Regions from separate parts of the Zea mays genome. Here all the other regions are linked to region 4. A link is a contact called in public Hi-C data. All regions are on one chromosome and are shown on one strand. Each heading gives the region's core, a stretch centred on a gene start, on an enhancer-like site or on the middle of the called end of the contact. The rest is flanking DNA. Distances are from core to core; before and after follow the strand shown.

Evidence for each region. A called contact is a pair of places that touch in the nucleus more often than the background predicts.
Region 1: a Hi-C map of leaf shows a contact between it and region 4, with 5 times the contacts expected there. The contact joins the promoter of LOC103630809 here to the promoter of LOC100191302 in region 4. A contact is called at or near these places in 2 of 25 Hi-C or Micro-C datasets (leaf and leaf mesophyll).
Region 2: a Hi-C map of endosperm shows a contact between it and region 4, with 1.8 times the contacts expected there. The contact joins the promoter of LOC100284399 here to the promoter of LOC100191302 in region 4. A contact is called at or near these places in 4 of 25 Hi-C or Micro-C datasets (ear, endosperm, leaf and 1 more).
Region 3: a contact with region 4 is called in a Hi-C map of leaf, with 4 times the contacts expected there. The contact joins the promoter of LOC109939206 here to the promoter of LOC100191302 in region 4. A contact is called at or near these places in 6 of 25 Hi-C or Micro-C datasets (ear, endosperm, leaf and 1 more).

Annotation. Positions count from the first base shown.
Region 1 is chr6:179,564,819-179,567,734 of Zm-B73-REFERENCE-NAM-5.0, forward strand. LOC103630809 (pentatricopeptide repeat-containing protein, mitochondrial-like) reads right to left here and starts at 1,443. Exons shown (of 1, transcript XM_008651872.3): 1 at 1-1,443. The coding sequence starts at 1,217.
Region 2 is chr6:179,987,806-179,990,688 of Zm-B73-REFERENCE-NAM-5.0, forward strand. It overlaps LOC100284399, which reads left to right and starts at 1,624. Exons shown (of 2, transcript NM_001371990.1): 1 at 1,624-1,822; 2 at 1,932-2,693. The coding sequence starts at 1,750. The coding sequence ends at 2,509. It overlaps LOC100383316 (argonaute104), which reads right to left. Exons shown (of 23, transcript NM_001361992.1): 23 at 2,631-2,883. The coding sequence ends at 2,762.
Region 3 is chr6:179,914,399-179,917,227 of Zm-B73-REFERENCE-NAM-5.0, forward strand. It overlaps LOC109939206 (probable methyltransferase PMT23), which reads right to left and starts at 1,445. Exons shown (of 10, transcript XM_023300431.1): 1 at 1,126-1,445; 2 at 483-657; 3 at 1-151. The coding sequence starts at 1,445. It overlaps LOC100282591, which reads left to right and starts at 1,172. Exons shown (of 14, transcript NM_001291802.1): 1 at 1,172-1,222; 2 at 1,802-1,857; 3 at 1,943-2,123; 4 at 2,247-2,328; 5 at 2,478-2,567. The coding sequence starts at 1,986.
Region 4 is chr6:179,738,721-179,741,600 of Zm-B73-REFERENCE-NAM-5.0, forward strand. LOC100191302 reads left to right here and starts at 1,367. Exons shown (of 8, transcript NM_001136736.1): 1 at 1,367-1,634. The coding sequence starts at 1,468.

The DNA.
Region 1 (2,916 bases), core at 193-2,692, 170 kb before region 4:
CTTTTCATCTCCTCCACAAGGTCCAGTGCATGGTCGAACTGACCCGCGTTCGAGTACCCAGCAACCAGCGAGTTCCATGTGGTGATATTCCTAAGCTCCAGCGTGTCGAACACCTTCTGGGCGTATTCCAGGCGGCCACACTTGGCGTACATGTCAACGAACGCCGTCCCAGTGTACACGTCCGGCTCGAGCCGGTGCCTGAGGAAGAAGCAATGGGCTTCCATGCCATGCGCAAGCAGCCCCAAGCTGGCCACAGACTTGAGCAGGCTCGACATGGAGCTGGAGTCCGGTGGTATCCCTCGCTCCAGCATGCTCCGAACCACGCCGAACGCCTCCCGGTCGCGCCCGTGCCGCGCGCAGCCCGACAGCACGGCGTTCCACGTCGCGAGGCTGGGGCTGGCCTCCACCGGCCCCGACCTCGCCATGCGCTCCGCGAGGTCCAGCGCGTCGTCAACGAGCCCGAGGCGCGCGCAGCAGGCAACGACGACGTTCCACGCGACGGGCGGCGCGTCCTCCGTCTCGAGCACCCGCCTGGCCGCGCCCACGTCCGCGCTCTCGGCGTACATGCCGGCAAGGAAGCCCGGCACGAGCGGGTGTGCGGCGACATGGCCCGCCTTGGCGGCGTGCGCGTGCACGGCCTGCCCCTCGCGGGGCGCCCCCGCGCGGCCGCACGCGTGGAGCGCCCGCGCGCACGCGTACCCGTCGGGAGCCACCCCGCGCGCCCGCATCTCCGCGAACGCGGCGATCGCGTCGCCCCACTCCTCCGCCTCAGCGAGCATGGCCACGCGCTTGTTCCACAGCATCGTATCCACTTCCTCGTCTCCCTCTTCCTTCCCCTCCTCCTCTGCTGCCGTCGCTTCCTGGAGCAAGCGCCGGGCCGAGGCCCAGCGGCCCAGGCGCGCGAGGAGGTCGGCGAGCGCGCACGCGACGCGCGGGTCCCGGGCGCGGCCCGCACGGACGGCCAGCGAGTGCAGCTGTGGAGCGAGGTGACGCGCCGCGGAGAGGCGCTCGGTGTCTTCGTCCCCGTGGGGGACATCTGCACACTGCCGCAGGAGGGAGACCAGGAGCCGCCCGTCGCGGAATGTCTCCACGCCTCGCAGCGCTTCCGGGAGCGAGCTGGCTTTGAGCAGGAGCCGAGGCGGGGGTGGAGGTTTGGCATGATGGTGGTGGTGGGTGGGCGGCGTCGGCAGCGAGAGGGAGATAGCTTGCGCGGTCATTGGAGGGGAAATGGAAAAAAAAGCAAGAGGATTTGATTTGCTGCGCAAGAAGTGAGGATAAGGGGATCTGAGAAAGCAAAGCTGCTGATTGAAAGTGGGCTTGGGCCGACACTTACGAGTCGGCGGCCTCAAATACTCTGTACGGAGCACAAAAGATTACAATCGACGCCGGCGAGGTCATGCGCGTTGACGGCCGCGGCAGCCGCCCTACAACCACCCCCACCGACGCCGCTCCTCGCCCCGCCCTGGACCGACTCAATACGAAGTATACTGGGCTAGATGGAATAACTGAGCCAGAACAGAAAAAAACTAGAACAGGTATAAATAAAAAATCTTAGTTAAGAGGGGTTATATAAAGAACAGGTTCTAAATCGCGATCAATTCCCTTTTCAAAAGGCTGCTGCAGCAGCTCGGGCTCCTCCTGCATGCCACAAATGGCCCACAAAAAAGAAGAATCCTAGAACAAAATGGGAGGTCGCTAACCAACTTCTAGGAGAGACATAATTAACAGCATTGATCTCGGTAGCTACGCCACCCACGGAATTTAAAGAGCCTAAAGGAGCATGGGTCATATATTCTGCTGAACGTCGTTCTTGCCAAGGTTGGATGTCTTTTTTCATCCTACTCAAGTCCAAACCGTTGGGGCCTCTGCTAATATGGGCCGCTCATAGGTTTTTGGTCACAAACTGCTATACGCAAGGGCTAGGCAGGGTAACGAAGAGAAGGCATACATAATATTCCTCTGTCTCCTCTGATCCTCGTTTCTGATTCTCCTTCCGTTAACAATCTGGTATCAGACGAGTTCGACCTTGGAGAATCTTCCTCCCATTCCTGGCCGTCGCCCACGCTCCACGACGTCAGCAGCGGGTGTTGGATCAGCTCGGCCAAATGGACGGGCGGCTTAGCCAAATGGAGCAGCGTCTGACGGACGCGCTCATAGGACGCTGCGGCGAACTCGAGCAGCGTCTCGCCGATGCTGAGCAGAAGGCCGAGGCGCGATTCATCTCTCTCGAGACGGATCAGGCTCAGATTGAGGGTTGGCGTCCCGAGGTCGACAAACGCCTCGACAACATCGCGCTGGAGCTTAATCGCGCCAACAAGTTCATGGAGCGCGAAACTGTTAGGAGTGGCTGCCATGTGGGGCCATTGCCAGAGGACAAGTGGGTTTCTGCGGCTATAAAAGAACAGTTGTATAGGCTAAGAGGATATCAATTACCAATTATCAGAAAACAAACACTATCCTCCCTTACCTCGTCTCTCCAGTTTACTACTAGCTTTCTCTCTACTCTCTCTCTACTTGCTATTTCTCTCTAAGAGCATCTGTGATGCTAACAGAAACTCTGGCGGTTGACGGCGCCAAGCCGGGCCTCATCCCTCCATCTTCGTCGGCGTTTGGGCGGCGGCCTGCTAACAGAAACTCGAGCAGCGTCTCGCCGATGCTGAGCAGAAGGCCAAGGCGCGATTCATCTCTCTCGAGACGGATCAGGCTCAGATTGAGGGTTGGCGTCCCGAGGTCGACAAACGCCTCGACAACATCGCGCTGGAGCTTAATCGCGCCAACAAGTTCATGGAGAGAAACTCTGGCGGCCGCCTGCCAACCACACCTTCGCCGATGGGCCAATCGGCCACCGCCTCCCAGAATACCACTGGGAACGTGAGTTTGCGAGAATCCCTCTCCAAACCCACGGTACGTGTCCAG
Region 2 (2,883 bases), core at 374-2,873, 250 kb after region 4:
AATTCACTTACATATCTATCCGAGGTCTTGAAGGCAAGGATTGGTATACGTAGGTCCGATAACTTGGTTGGGTTGTGACACATTCGTCCTTGGGTGTTGTCTCTTTGGGATAACAGACCAAGGATGAAGGTAGTGTTGGGCACTTGCTTTTGAATCCTCCGGGATGTCAAAAATAAGACAACATAAACTAGTACGATGCTTGCTTCTTCCTTCATTTAACCCCTTTCCGAAGGTTATATGAGAGAAGAAGGTGGCAAGTAAAAAAATCACATATCTCTAACAAGGATACAAAGTGCAAATAATAAAGAACAAGTCCTCTAACTTATATGCATATTCATCTCAAATTCCATTCCTGGCAATGTGATAAACAATTACAAGCATACCTTTGGCTTTACACGAATAAGATCTCGAAGGTAACTTCGGAAGCTAAATAAATGGGAGTATTCTCCCCCCAAAAAAGATGAACAGTGCATGACACTGTTTCTCTATTTATAAACTCGAGACATAGCTCAAGTAAAATTACAATTATATCCTTAATTCCTATACATTCATTCTAATGTACATGTCAAGGGTAAAGTCATCCTTCTCCTCCTCTCGACTTAGTTTGTCGTCGCCCATAGGACCTTCGGAATTAGCTTCGTCCGAAGCATGTTCACAATGATCACCAAAGTCTTGGTGCGCGCCCTGGTCGAAACCTACCTTCGGCATTTGCCCTTCAGCATTAGTCTAATACATTTGTAGCAAAACAGAATAGTTACTTAGTCTAATACCTAGAATCTTTGACTATCCAAGCATTTAAGCAAGTGAGCCTCACCACTGTAGGCTTTAATTAAGACGTGAATGAGCTCATTCGCCTCCTTTTTGAGGGTCTTATTTTCACCTGTAAGTGAGGTATCACGAGTAAAACCATCACACATAGATGATAGTGTTGTAGCACTATAAGAGGGGGTTAGTTGGAACGACAACAAATAGGATATTAGGTTGACACCAATGTGTCTAATGAAATACTGGAGGACGTTTTGCTAGCATGCGGTATAATTTTCCCTAGACGCAGTCACCGTACAATGCATGGTTTATTGTTTTATAGAAACATAGAATACTTAATTTATTTTTTATGCTGATATGATATAATGTTTTAGTTATAATGTACAGAATTTATTTAGAATGTGGACTTACAAAATGTGTTGTCAATGATATTATTATAGCTGATAAAACTAAATTGCCAGCATCATGATATGTGCTTTGGAAGGAAATGTTTTCTTGCAAACTTGGTAACTATTAAATTAAACATTTATTTTGATTTAGTCATGTTTACATAGTATATATTATTGCAAATAGCATTATGTTTACTTTATTTGATAGTGATAGAAGTTTGTAATTAAGAAATATATACATGACGTGATTCATCGAAATATTCAATTACTCTCCATAATATCTTGAATCAATATTCGAGTAGATTTAAGTTTGTAAGAAAACACAGCAAAAGGAAGAAAAAAAAAGGTGGTGGTTGGATGATTGGGGAGGGAGGCCAGGCCGGTGCCCTGTTGGTAGAGGGAATGAGGGATAGTGGGATTCCAAGCCAGCCACCGTCTGGTTGGGAAAGTAAAAGCAGGTTCGTTCTCGGGTTTTGATTGGGATTGGGTTCTGCTTCGCTCTAGCTAGCTGTTGGTCGAATTCCATCCATTTCTTCCGTTGCATCGGCCCCTCCCTTCCTTCTCTAGTTCCCTTCCCTTAGTATTAACTACGACGATGGTGGTGGATGCTGGTGTTGGTGTTGGCGGCGGCGGCGGCGGCGCCGGGACATGTGCCGTCGGAGGATTCGGTACTCTCTCCCACCTTTTCTCTCAGCCAATTATTATTACGGATTGGCCGCCCGAGATTGGATCTACTAACTAATATATCTGGATCGGAATCGGATCGGATTGCTGCAGCAGTCTGGGACGTGCTGCTGTGGCGCCGGGGCCGCGCCGACGTGAGCGCCTGCCTGCTGGCGGGCACCGTCTCCTCCTGGCTGCTCTTGTACGGCGGCTACACCTTGGTGTCCCTCGCCTCCAACGTGCTGCTCCTGCTCCTCACCGTGCTCTTCCTGTGGGCCAAAGCGGCGCGCCTCCTGAACAGGCCGCAGCCTCCCGTCCCGGAGCTGCGCGTTCCGCAGCAGGCCGTGGACGAGGCGGCGGCGCTGCTGCGCTCTGCTCTGGACGCCGCCTCGGACGCTTTCCGGGACATCGCTCTGGGCAGGGACTCGCTGCTCTTCTACAGAGCCTTCCTCTGCCTGTGGAGCGTGTCCATCGTCGGCAGCGTTACAGATTTCCCGACCGCCTGCTACGCAAGTGTGGTGGCCGCTCTGACCATCCCGGCGCTGTACCACAGGCACCAAGAGTGCATCGCCACCTACTTGAGCTTCGCCTACATGAACCTCCGGATGTACGAGATGGCGTACGAGAGGCTGTCCATGAAATGCTTCGTCAAGGTCAGGGACTGGACAATGGAGCTACTCAAGGATCCATGATCCCTTGGTTGTTTGCGAGCGAGTGAGTGCTTCAGGTATAGAGTAGATTGATCGGTAGATAGAATAGTGGTGGTTTTGATTGATTGATGCTGACTCTTGTTGTTTGATCGATCAGTGCTCTGGTAGATATAGTAGTGGTTTTGATTGTTTGGACTTTAGCATGCAAACATTAAACATTCTTTCTACAGCCTTACTAACTAGGCCTTACTAACACAAAACATGGAGCTCGATCCTGATGCGCACGCACATCAGCTAGCAGAAGAACATGGAGCTCCTGACTTTGTCATGCAGGCGAGGCAGCTCCGGCACAGGAGCACTGCCAGCCGAGGTATGCCCTCCTCCCTGGCTGGAGGACGCGTCTGACATCTCCTCCA
Region 3 (2,829 bases), core at 195-2,694, 180 kb after region 4:
CAAACTGTATCTGAGCCTCATGCTCGTCTTTTGGGGCAAATGACATAGTAATGGCATTCCTGTCAAGCAGGTATCCACCAAAGCTGGCAACACCACATCCAACATCCAAGACAGTTCTTGTGCGCCTTCCCCATTGTATGGTTGGCATAATCTAAAGATGAAATTATCAACATTAGGTCACAAGGAAATAACAAAACAGCAAGTTGTTACAAAACTTATCTACTCGAGTATAGAATGACTAAACCCCAGCATACGAGATTATATTTAGCAACTCAAGCAAGGCCTTTATGTTCAAACCTGACCAGCAAAGACTCAAATGACATTGAACAAACTGAGCAGCGAGCAAGGCTGTGAAATTTATCAAAGGAAACACACAATAGAAACATCTCAATTCACACGATGCGTGCAACTCACTTGTCTATCAAAGTACTTAACAAAATTCCTCTGCAGAGTTAAGCTGTCCCAACAAACTGAATGTTTACCTGTTCAACAAACTGAATGTATCTTCCCACGCCATCTTTGAATTGAGTTCCACCTCCAGGAAAAACAAGATAATCACCAAATCTTGTAACCCAGTTCTGATCTTTCTTATACTCCACCAGCTTTGGGTGAGGGACGTTGTTGTACCAAATCCTGGCGCGAATCGCGGCGCCCGTGGATCACGCGTTTGCGGTTGGCGGCGGGATGGAGGCGGGATGGCGCGAATCGCGTGCGGTGTATAGGTGTGCGGGCGGGGTTTTCGGCGACCTTTGCGGCGGGGGTGGGCGGAGGGCGAGCGTAGGCGTGCGGCGCAACGCGGCCGCGACGAAGACGGAGGTCGGGTGGGGCCGCGACGAAAACGGTTGCCGGGGGGATGGAGGCGGGATGGCGCGAATTGCGGGCGTTCGGGGCGTGCGGGTGTGGTTGTCGGCGAGCTTTGCGGAGGGGGCGGGGCGAGGCGAGGTTATCCGGGGCGAGGCGAGGTTATCCGGGGTGGGGGCGGTCTACAGACGGGTCTTAATGTAGTACAGATTTTCATAATTATAAGCCGCCTGCGCTGCGCCGCCGGTTGCCCCCTCACTTCGCGTGCTCCATTCCCATCTCCCCCCTCCCTGCGCGCAGCCGCACACCACCAACACCTTTCACCAGACGCCGCCGCCGCCACCCCCCATCCCTGTCCCGTCCCGCGCGCGGCCGCCACATCCGTCCGGGCATCCTCGTCTCCCCAGCCCCGCTGCCGCAGGTGAGCTACGCCTCCTCCTCGCTTTCTCCTCCTTTTCCTTCCTTCCTGTGCTGGCGCCTCCTCCTCTCTTTATCGCTGGATTCGGCGCTGAAAATTCGATGGAGGGAAACGCCTTGGCTCTAGGGATGCCCGCGGATGCTACTTGTGCGTGCATGCGTTGCAACTCTGGCACCGATTCCGTTCCTTCCTTGCGGCGGCGGCGGAAAAACAGGAGCTTCTCCATCCTTCCCTTCGTTCGTGCTCTTCTTCTTGTTATTCCGTTTATCGGTCTGGCGCAGAAAGAAACAAGAGATGAGGTCTAGTCTGCTACCGGAGTCCCCGTACGTACCCAGTGCTCCGCGGCTTCGGCAGGGGTGCTGCTGGCTGCAGACGCTGATCTGTATCCACCGGTCACCGCCGTTCGTGTTTCTCCATGTAAACGGTGGAGGATTTTGTGTCTGTTGGCTGCTGCTTCCAATGCGCTCCACGAGAGACGAGACCCTCTCTGCCAGTTCCCTCGTGTTTCAAAACAGAGCTCGAGTTCAAATTGCTTATTTAGTTTCTTTTTTCTCTTCTTACTTATTGACAACTTGTTCACAGGGTTCATCAGCAGAAGCTGCTTGCACCGCCGCCGCCGCCCTCTTCCTGTTCTACTGGTACGCTCGCTCACTTGCATCGGTTTCTTCTCTTCCCACGCTTCTATTCAGAGCATAACAGTTGCTAATCCCCTTGTTGCGCTAGCTTAATCTTAGATTTTGCTTCGGGTTCGGCTAAATTTCGTCGGATGGATATCGATGCCAGCGCCAGCGTCATGTGCCAGCTGCTGAGCCCCGAGGGAGACCCTCTAGGCTCTGCGCTCTATCTGCCCCAGAACGTCGGGCCCCCGCAGCTCCAGGAGATTGTCAATCAGCTCCTCCACAATGTATTACTGTGCTCTAATTGTTTTCTTTCCCATCTATCCAATTCTTTCATCTTATCTTGCTTCCCTCAACCTTACCTTTCCATCCTCCTATTGTTAACTCACTCGTGCATTCTATTCATTCAGGAGGAGAAGTTGCCCTATGCATTCTACGTTGGAGACGAGGAGCTCTCTGTCCACCTGGGTGCTTACATGCGGCAGAAGAACGGTGAGATGAGATCACTCAGCAGTTCATCTACTGCGCTGCGCATTTCCCTTTCGTCTCCTGATTTTTGATGAAAGGTGAACCGTGTCGTCTGTGCTGCCATCTAATTCCTATTTCCATCTCTTTCTTTTTTTTTCCTTCTTAAACTCTAGCCAATGTTGAGGTTACTCTGCGCATAGTATGCCAACCACAAGCACTTTTCCGGATCAGGCCGGTCAACCGATGCTCTGCCACGATTGCTGGTATGTCTAGCGACCTGTTGTTCTGTTAATTATCCCTCCTAGCTATTATTTTGGCGCCCAATTATTCATTTGCTTGTCACATCCAGTTAATTCAATAATATCTTGTTCTACTCTTACATTTCTTTTGGGCGTTTTTGGTTGCCGACCACAACATGCCACAGCTCGGCCTTGCCCTAACCTTTGGCATGTTTAGCCACCACTTAGTGGAAACTTTGGCATCTTTTGTGTGTTTTTAGCTGCCACTCCTTCCCAAAAGTTTGGT
Region 4 (2,880 bases), core at 117-2,616:
CAAGTAAGAAACATGGATTCATCTTTGGCGTTGGTTTATGAAAATGACTCACAAGTCAGATCCATGGAAAAAATATTACGGAGAATAAATGTCACACATATAAAAAAGAATTTAAGTTGAAAACATTATTCAAACAAAAGAAATTGACATAAACACATGTGAGCTTTGTGAGAGATGTAGTAGATATTTTTACTGTAACAGATATTGACATAAACACACATGTGGTGTAGTGGTAGCTACGAGCACATTTGCTTGAGAGGTCGATGCACGTAGGAATGAGAATGAGATTTGCGGGGAGAGGGGAATGAGAAAGACAGTGTGGGGAGGGGGTAATGAGAATGGCAGAACACAGAATGACAACTGGGAATGGGCTTTGCGTGTTTTTTTAATTTAATTTTAGCTAGGCGTGGATGCACGTAGGAATGTGAATGAGATTTGCGGGGAGGGGAGAATGAGAAAGACAGTGTGGAGAGGGATAATGAGAATGACAGAACACGGAATGATAGCCGGGAATGATAATGGACTTTGCGGAGAGGGGAGAATGAGGGGGGAATGAGAATAGCAGAACACGGAATCACAGCCTACCCATTACTGCCTTAAGAGCATCTCCAACAACGTGACATATAAAAATGCCCTATAATTTGAAAATAAGTATATTTTATAGAATTTAGGGCACCAACAAAATATCTCGCTCCAACAGTAAAGCCCCAAATCTAGATTATAGGGCAGCCCACTACAGTGTAGTATATTTGAGTCACTTGAGAGGGTGCCCTATATTTTTTTGACAAAAATTTATGAAATAGGGCACTGTTGGAGTAGTTTTTCCTGTGTAGAGCCTCATATTTCAATTTGAGGCACTAGTTTGAGATATTGTTGGAGATGCTTTAATAAGTAGTAGAGATGTGATAGGCTCATAGCCATATTTAATATTTGACCACGTAATCCTTCGTTAGCGTTTCTCAACAAAAAGAACGCGGAGAGGGCCGGCATCACCATCGATGAGTGAGAAGAGCCCAGCAGGCCCGGCGGAGCCACGCCGCCGTCCCTGCCCCTGACGGATCTAGGTTTCCGTTAACCTCCTGATGACGCCCTCGCTAATCCACGCGTGCCACTGACGTACGGGCCCCTCTCCTCGCTCCGGCTCACCCCCACGAATCACTCCACCCTGGTCCCGTCTCGCTGTACGCCGGCCCCACCTTACTATCATCACTCTTTCCGTGACCCCGCTGGCGTGCACACGTACTAGCGTTTTCCGGCGCTAAAGCAGGGAGGGCTAATCGCGTCCGTGATCAAACCCCCGCCCCAGCAGTTGCTTTTTATTCACCCGCCTCCCCCTTGTCGCTCCTCCACACCGCACACGCACGCACGAACGCGCTCCCACCCCCTCCCGCCGCCACCGCCGCCAAAACCCCGGCCCGACTTGGCGTCCTCCGCCAACCTCCTCCTGGGCAGCGCGGGCGGGGGGATATGGCATCGGAGGACGTGGTGGGCAAGAGCAGGGGCGACACGGCCGTCACCACCATCGTCAACCTGGCGGAGGAGGCCAAGCTCGCGCGCGAGGGCGTCAAGGCGCCCGGCCACCAGATCCTCACCATCTGCAAGTCGCTCGTCGCCGGCGGCGTAGCAGGCGGAGTGTGAGTCCCCTTCTCTTGGCTCGCCTCCACCCCTGCCCCGATCCTCTGTCTCTCGTCGTCAGTCGTCACCGTCCCGCTCCTCCAGACCTCCTGGGCTTCGATTTGTCCTCACGTGCGTCTGCCACTCCGTTGGTCTACCCTGATTGGGTTCGGCTTCCTGGGGATTTTGTTGTCGTAGGCTACCCAGAGTTTCGATCCGTGTAGGTGTTCTCAGGCTCCTGGTACAGGGAATTGGGGGTTTCCGTGATGCTTGGCACGGGGTGTGCGTGCTTGGCCTGGCTTCTCTCAGCTTTATGCCCGATCGTTGGGCGCCGCCCGTGTGATCTGGGTTGGATTCGCACCGGTCTTAAACCCTGCACGCGAGCCACCACTCAGATCTCGGTCCGTTGACTGGTCCCTTGGTTTGATTCGCTGAGAAGCCACATGAGGAAATACCTCGACACTGGGCGAGATTCTTCTCCACTGATTCAAACCATTTGCCAGGGGATGCTCCAGTTTTGGTTGATCTATTATTAATTCTCTGGACAGGATTCCATTCCCCAAAAAATAATGCATATGCGTCTTTGCCAGTTGCCATATTGGTCCCCTTTTCACCTTTTTAATTGTGCGTTTTGTTCCTTCTCAATATTGCTGTTAAATAAATTGCTAGGCGATGCGTCCAGTGTTCTGCACAGAGTCCCCTGACCAGGGGATGAATTTGCTTCTGCGAAGGAAATTGTAAATCTGTGACATAATGACCTATCTTTCTGGTTTGGTCAGTGCTCTGTAATAACCAACAGATCCACCTGAAAAGGAACGATTCGCCACTGACTTCATGCATCAGAATTTTGCTGTTGATGTCTCTATCCAGCCACCTTAACTAATTGGTATTAGTTTAGATATATTCAGCTTTTTTGAGTAGTATACTGTTCTTCCTGTTGTCATTTGTCATCCCTGCCATCATCTACATCACCAACACTGAAGGCCTACCAGCGTTTACTTTATTTAATACACTTTATTGGTACAAGACTATGGTGACTTGATCTTGTCTTCCTTTGCTAGGACTAGCCAAATTATGTTTTAATAGTCAGCTGAAGTCAGAGCTTTAACTATATTTTGTTTAATTCGTTTTGGTCATTTTCAAATTATGCATACTGAAAACACAGATGGAAACTAGGAATAGCTTAATGATATGTTGGTGAAATGGTCTTTTGCTCTTTGATGTGCTTCATTTTGGCTTGTAAATTAAACATACTATCTGTCAAGA